2 separate regions of the Pan troglodytes genome follow, and region 2 is linked to region 1. A link is a contact called in public Hi-C data. All regions are on one chromosome and are shown on one strand. The core of a region is the stretch at or near the end of the contact, and the rest is flanking DNA. Distances in the headings are between cores, read along the strand shown. Region 1 has its middle 43 kb from the start of RIC1. Region 2 holds the start of CD274 (CD274 molecule).

Evidence for each region. A called contact is a pair of places that touch in the nucleus more often than the background predicts.
Region 2: a Hi-C map of a lymphoblastoid cell line shows a contact between it and region 1, with 4 times the contacts expected there. The contact joins the promoter of CD274 here to the enhancer-like site in region 1. A contact is called at or near these places in 5 of 7 Hi-C or Micro-C datasets (blood, induced pluripotent stem cells, a lymphoblastoid cell line and 1 more), 1 of 1 datasets of contacts at active chromatin or transcription factors (stem cell-derived excitatory neurons) and 1 of 1 other capture datasets (stem cell-derived neural stem cells).

The regions. Positions count from the first base shown.
Region 1 is chr11:110,336,556-110,339,851 of NHGRI_mPanTro3-v2.0_pri, forward strand. No RefSeq gene overlaps it. Among named protein-coding and RNA genes, the nearest start is that of RIC1, 43 kb to the left of the region's middle. Within about 2 kb of position 1,771, at least 1 of the 24 cell types and tissues checked has an H3K27ac peak or open chromatin away from gene starts, as enhancers often do. A contact at or near this core is called in a lymphoblastoid cell line, where this site is marked.
Region 2 is chr11:110,485,419-110,488,924 of NHGRI_mPanTro3-v2.0_pri, forward strand. CD274 (CD274 molecule) reads right to left here and starts at 2,082. Exons shown (of 8, transcript XM_001140705.6): 1 at 1,057-2,082. It overlaps PLGRKT (plasminogen receptor with a C-terminal lysine), which reads left to right and starts at 2,151. Exons shown (of 6, transcript XM_063788739.1): 1 at 2,151-2,333; 2 at 3,431-3,506.

The sequences.
Region 1 (3,296 bases), core at 521-3,020:
GGCAACTTGGGAATAGTAGCTTTTCTCTGTCCTTGCACCCAACTTCTTAACTTTAACAATTAAGATTTTATGGGCCCAATGGCCCCAGCCTAAGCTGGTGCACCTCGTTACATAGGGCATTTACTGTTGAGAGCATATTTCTGAGAATCCCAAGATTTTCACTTTTGCATAAAGGCTGACTGAGTAGACTCTCTTATCCTATAATATAGCTTTTAAAACAAATTATTATGCTAGTAGCTAATTGCTCATTAAGATCTAGCTTTATGGGCTAGGCGCAGTGGCTCATGCCTATAATCCCAGCACTTTGGGAGGGCGAGACAGGCGGATCACTTGAGGTCAAGAGTTTGAGACCAGCCTGGCCAACATTGTGAAACCCCATCTCTACTAAAAATACAAAAATTAGCTGGGCGTGGTGGTGGGTGTCTTTATCCCGGCTACTTGGGAGGCTGAGGCAAGAAAATCGCTTGAGCCTGCGAGGTAGAGGTTGCAGTGAGCCGAGAGTGTGCCACTACACTCCAGCCTGGGCAACACAGTGAGACTCTGTCTCAAAAAAAAAAAAAAAAGATCTGGCTATATTGCTATATACTAACTGTGGTAGGTTCTGTAGTTCCTCTCAATAACACTGCCAGGTAAGGTTCATTATTTTATGTATGAGGAAACTAAGGTTCAAAGAGAACGACTTGTCTGTAGTCATGCAGCTGGTTAATGGCAGAGCTGGATTCAACTCAGGCAAGCTACCTATACATCTCAGGGCAGGTGGGAAAGGGTTATGTTAGACTCAAGTAGGAAGCTTTATGAAATTGCTCCCCATTTCCTGCTTCTCCATGATATTCTGGTATGTACCCCAAATGGCTGTGAATCTTTGCAGAAGTCAGTGGTTGTTACTGACCGGAGAGTGAGGAATTATCTTCCATGTTTTGGGGGTGGTAAAAAGTCTGAGAACCACCACTACATGTTACTTCTTCCATCTGCCTTCCGCTGCTTGAGCCTTCAAAATAAAGTTGTAAGAAATTCCAGCTGTTTGCCCTTACCAATATAGCCCAGGGTGACTCTTACTTAATTCTGTATATGAGTTCCAGAAAATATAGAACTCTATAGAAAAAATGTATGGCACTTGGCTGAGATGTTCTGTTGACTTCCCTCCAGTCCTTATAAGATCACTTTTCCCTTCCTTGATTGTTGTCCCCCATTGACCAAACCAGCAGGTACTGGCCATTCCCCTCAGTGACTAAAGCTGTCAGCGTCATTACTAGGGTTAAGGCCCTGTCATGGGCTGCCCCAGCCACACACATATTCCAGCTGCTTTGCCTGTTTTAGTCATCCTGTGTGACATCTCTTCTTGTTATATAGGATATCACCTATGTAAAAGATGAGAGAGAGAGAGGGCTTCTGTGATCTGCAAACCCTTTGAAGACAAGGCTGATGTTTTACTATCTCTCTATCTTGGTGCCTAGTACAGTGCTTAGTACCAAATGAATGATAAAATACATGAGAAAGAACAGGATGGTCTCCTCATGATTGCACTTTTCTCAGGATAGGCCAGGACCCTATCTCCATTTCCATAGAAATGGCCCTTTCCCCCAGGTTCTGGTACATGGCCCTGGTTGAGCTAATAAACAGCAACAAAAGAACTTAAAGTCTAAAAATGCTTTGAGGCCTGAAAGAAATTATCTCTGAAGGTGAAGTGTTGAGGTAGAAAGATGGAGAAATGGGGGAAGTGCATGTGCAGGGAAAGGGCAGGGACTTCCCAGCTCACCTCCTGTCATGTCCAGATGCAGCCACACACTTTGCTTACAGTGACTTGTCCTGTCTGGAGGCAATTCTTTGAGGCAAAACTATGCCTTAAAGCCTTAAAGCCCAGCCCAGAATTTCACATCAGCCCTTCTCTAGTCCTGACATTATTCACCAGATAAAAGGCAGATACTTGCTATGTTTTACAAGTTTCTTGTCTGTGTCATCAGCCTTGTTCCATCCTTAGATACAAAGAGGGCTGAAAACAGGATGTTTGAAAACAGGATGTTTGGGTTAAAAAACAGGGTTGAAGAAAAAAAGAATAATATTCAGAAAAGAATGTGGCAAGTGGACATAGTTCTTAAGGAACCCTACAAATGAGACTTGAAAACCTGGCTCATTTCATGATTCATTGACTCAAAGATTTTAAGGACATATTTCAGCTGGTAGAAAAAAGTTCACTTGAGGATAACATCTTGAGAGTCAAGTTGAAGATAAAAGACTCCTGTTTCTGGTATCTCTGTGAAACATAGAGGAGGGTACCCTTTAGGACCAAGTACTTCATAGAAAGTTAGAGCTGGAAGGGGATTTACAAGCCATTTCATTTTAGTCTTCTCAGGAAACTGAGGCTCATAGGAGTTAAGCGTCTAGTTTGAAGAATTATGGGATCTTAGAGTAAGAAGATTTGTACTTCATCACCTAAGGGAAGAATACTTTCCAGAGTATCCTGAAAAATGGTAGCTCCAGGCTATGTAGATATATCCAGGAACCAGGAGGTTAACCTTTGATGAACAGCTCTAGTTGTTAGTGAATTCTTTCCATTTCTGGGCCAAATTCTGCTTCAATGTAACTTGCACCCATTGATCTTGGCTCTCATGTCTTCCCTTGATAATTCTTCTCCAGGAGAAAGGCACCCAGCTTCTTCCAGTATTCCTAGTCTAGGGGTGGCTTCAAGCCCGATTGCCATCTTGGGTGCTTCCCTCCAGATCTACTCTCATTTATTCATGTCCCAATTAACAAGTCGGGCCCAGAATAGAACAAAATATTCTAGAGGTAGGCTGGCCTAGACATAGTAGGTTCCATAGGACTATTTGTTCCCAGTTCTGAACAGTGTCCTGTCAACACTGCTGAAGTTCTCCTTAGTGTTTTTGTTTTGTTTTGAGACAGGGTCTCACTTTGTTGCCTAGGCTGGAGTGCAGTGGTGAGGTCATGGCCCATTGCAGCTTTGATCTCCTTGGGCTCAGGTGATCCTCCTACCTAAGCCTCCCTAGTATCGGGACTACAAGTGTGCGCCATCACGCCCAGCTAATTTTTGTATTTTTTATAGAGACGCAGTTTCGCCATGTTGCCCAGGCTGGTGTCAAACTCCTGGGCTCAAGTGATCCACCTGCCTTGACCTCTTAATGGGCTGGGATTATAGGCATGAACCACCATGCCCAACCTCCTTAGTTTTTAAGCAATTGGATTTCAATTCAACCTGCATTTGTACTTAGGGCACATTTGTAGTTTATGAGTATGATACTGTTTAAATTCTTTTCTATTAAATCCCCAGAACTTTTTCATAT
Region 2 (3,506 bases), core at 832-3,331, 150 kb after region 1:
AGCTTGTTGCAAGGCTAAAATTAATAATCATAGCTTCCTACTCATTTACTTATGTTTCCCCTGCCCTATGCCAACACCTAGGTAGATCAGGATTTTTTTATCTGGTATGCTTCAACACTTTAATTTCTTCATGATCTGAAATTTCTGCATTACTTCAGTTATCTGATAATCATTATTATGGCACACGGCAGTATTAAGAAGTGCCCAGTGAATCTCCAGGTGTCATGCATAGTTCTTCTTGCCCTCAATATATAGATGTAACCCAATTTCCTTTTGGTATTTGGGATGAATCATACCATTCTGTCACTGTGAGGAATCAAAGTGACCAGAGGGCAGTTTCAGCTTTCGAATCAATGAATTGAAATTCAATTCAATTCAGTGACTGGGTCTTCTAGTGGAAGCATTCCTTCCTTTGGATCTAGGCTTCCAAACACAATAAACCCAAGGTTGTAGAAATGGTGTGCTGGAACACTATGCAGCCATAAAAAATGATGAGTTCACGTCCTTTGTAGGGACGTGGATGAAGCTGGAAACCATCATTCTCAGCAAACTATCGCAAGGACAAAAAACCAAACATCGCATGTTCTCACTCATAGGTGGGAATTGAACAATGAGAACACTTGGACACAGGAAGGGGGACATCACACAGCGGGGCCTGTTGTGGGGTGGGGGGAGGGGGGAGGGATAGCATTAGGAGATACACCTAATGTAAATGACGACTTAATGGGTGCAGCACACCAACACGGCACATGTATACATAGGTAACAAACCTGCACGTTGTGCACATGTACCCTAGAGCTTAAAGTGTAAAAACAACAAAAAAAGAAACGGTGTGCTGGATATTTTCTATTTATCCCTCCAGGCATTGTGCCTAGTAGGCTGACCTCTACAGACTACACAGACCTAGCTCCAGTGTCTTCTGGCTTCCTGGTGGATCCAGCCAGTGGAAGACCCCAGCTGGATATCAGAGCTGGGAGAACAGAGAGGTGGGTCTTCTCCACTCTGTCCCTGCTTTGGGCTGACGTCTCAGCACTGGCTACAACTATAGAATCTCACCTTACTTGGTGAAAAGTTGGCATTGCTTGCTTTCCTCTACTGAACGACACAGTTCCAGTTGGTTACTCTCGTACAGCCACAGCTACCGCTCTCGCCTTGTTTTAGTAACTGCTTCCTTCCCCCACCCCCTCAGCCCTATAGTTAGTAACAGCTCCCCGCCGTTACTGGTTACTACTGGTTATGGAAGGCGAACTATGTGCCCGACACTGTGCTAAATGCCCACATATATTATCTTTTAGTCCTCACAATCCAATAAATTAGATGGCTTTAGTCCTATTGCAGAGGTAATAAATTCAGAGTGACAGTGACAGAGCTAGAAATTGAAGGTAGGTGTGTTTATGCTAGAGTCTGTGCACTCAAACACGATTCCTTACTTCTTGCATCACTTGTTAACCTCCCTTCAAGAGTGTCAAACCTCCTGGTAACCCGCCCATTCCCTCAACTGGAAATGAGGGTGCTGTTGCAATTTTCTCATCCAGCCATTCCACAAATGGTATCTGGAATGTGGGACCCACAGTCCAGAATCCTGAGGGCTGCTGTTGAGAGCATCAGGACGCGCCCAGGAGGTCAGGGCGGTGTTCACTCACACGCTGAGCCTGGAGAAAGTTAGACGCCTTCTCCACCGCTGTGGTGGTTAGCAGGGACTTTCCTGAAGGCCAGAGACTGGTGACGTTCATGCTATTTTTCCAAGCCATTTGGTAGCAAAGAACAGAGTGCCAACAATTCAAGCATTCTCTCAGGCTGGGAGAGAGACTTGGCTTATTCAAGATAGAAATTGCTGGTGAGGTTGAGACGAGACTGACATCTCTCTGAGCAGCAGGGGAGAAAGACGGCTCTGTTCAAAAAAGAATGGGTAATTTCAGTCAGTTCTGTTCTTTCTCGTTTCTGTCTTATCTTTATGACTTTTTAATAGTGCCAATTTAACAGATAAGGGGACAGAGGCCTTTAATTGAGAATTCCACTCCGCTTCCTCTGCCTCACCTCAAAAATCTGGCAGCTGAGTCGCCGCGGCTTTGAATTTGCCTCTTTTGACCTTCCCCTCCCACCTCTGGTAACACTGAGCCTGGCCCGGAAGGACACACCCGGCTTCTGGCGGAAGTGCTGGCTCTTTAAAGAAGCCGAGGGCTGCGCGAATTGGCTGAGGTGCGTCATCTACTGTAGCTGGGCGCCAATCCCAACGCTGGGCGGAGCGAGGCCCGGTCCCTGCAGCGGGCGAAAGGAGCCCGGGCCTGGAGGTCTGTGTACCGGTCGCCTGGTCCCGGCACCAGCGCCGCCCAGTGAGTGAACACCGGCCGCAGGCGGGTGGGGAGAAGGGTCAGCCCGGCCATGTCAGTCAGCGCGATCTCCTGGGCTCCGGGCTTGCCAGGCAGCGCTGGGCGCCCGCTCCTCGTGAGCGCCTGCTCTTGGCTCTCGCACTGCCCCTGGTGCTGATAGGTATTGCCAATCTCGTTCCATTAGAGCGCGTTCTTGTCGCCTGGCGTGGACTCCGGATCTCTCCGTAGCTTTAAAATAGAGTTGAGAAAAACAGGCAGAGTGCTCTCAACAGAAATCAGCACACTATTGCGGGGAATACCTAAATTACAGTAATTGGCCTCAGGGAGCGAGGGCGGTGTTAATTACAGAAAACCTCCGGAAGCTGTGGGCTCTGGGCTGGAATTTGCAGGGGGATGTGGCTTAGTTTGAATGGGATGCAAATATTTATTGAAAATGATTGTGGTGAGACGATCAGTCATACATTCAGGCAATGTGTCATCTGATCAGGAAATAAGTCAGCGCAGTAATCCCGATGACAGAATTCATGTAATTAATTTTTTATGTCCCCCCAAGTAAAATCAAATCTAGGTACTCACAGGTGACCGGAAGAAAGGCTGTCTGGAACTTGCAGGCCCCACTTCTCCTCCCCAGAAATACACCTTCCCATAGTAATTTATAGCTCACCTGAGGCAGGGCTGAAGCATTAAAGACCCCTTCCAAGATCTCAGAAGGAATCAAAGGGAAAATGAAGACAGAGGGATTGAAATCAGGATTCTCTGCAAAACATCACTCTGAGACACAGTGATGTTTAAAATTATATAAGTAGCAAGACTTTTTTTTATGCATGGTAAAAAGTGTTAGAATTTTTAAAAGACTTAACTTATACAAGTGAGTGAAATCAAAGTTATCCCTATTGCAAGGTCAACTTTTGCTTATTTTCTGATACATATTTTGTGAGCAAGAGGAGATAGCTGAAAGTGTTCTGGACACCCTAGGGAATATTCCCAGACTTTGGGAGATGACTTTGCCAGGAATGGGGAAGTTGGGAAAGGAAAGAATGTTGAAAATACTGAACTCCAGGGTGAAATTTACAAGGTGTGATGGGTTTATTTATTCTCAGGTGTGGTTTCCCATAAGGAAGCTCTTCTTCCTGCTTGGCTTCCACCTTTAACCCTTCCACCTGGGAGCGTCCTCTA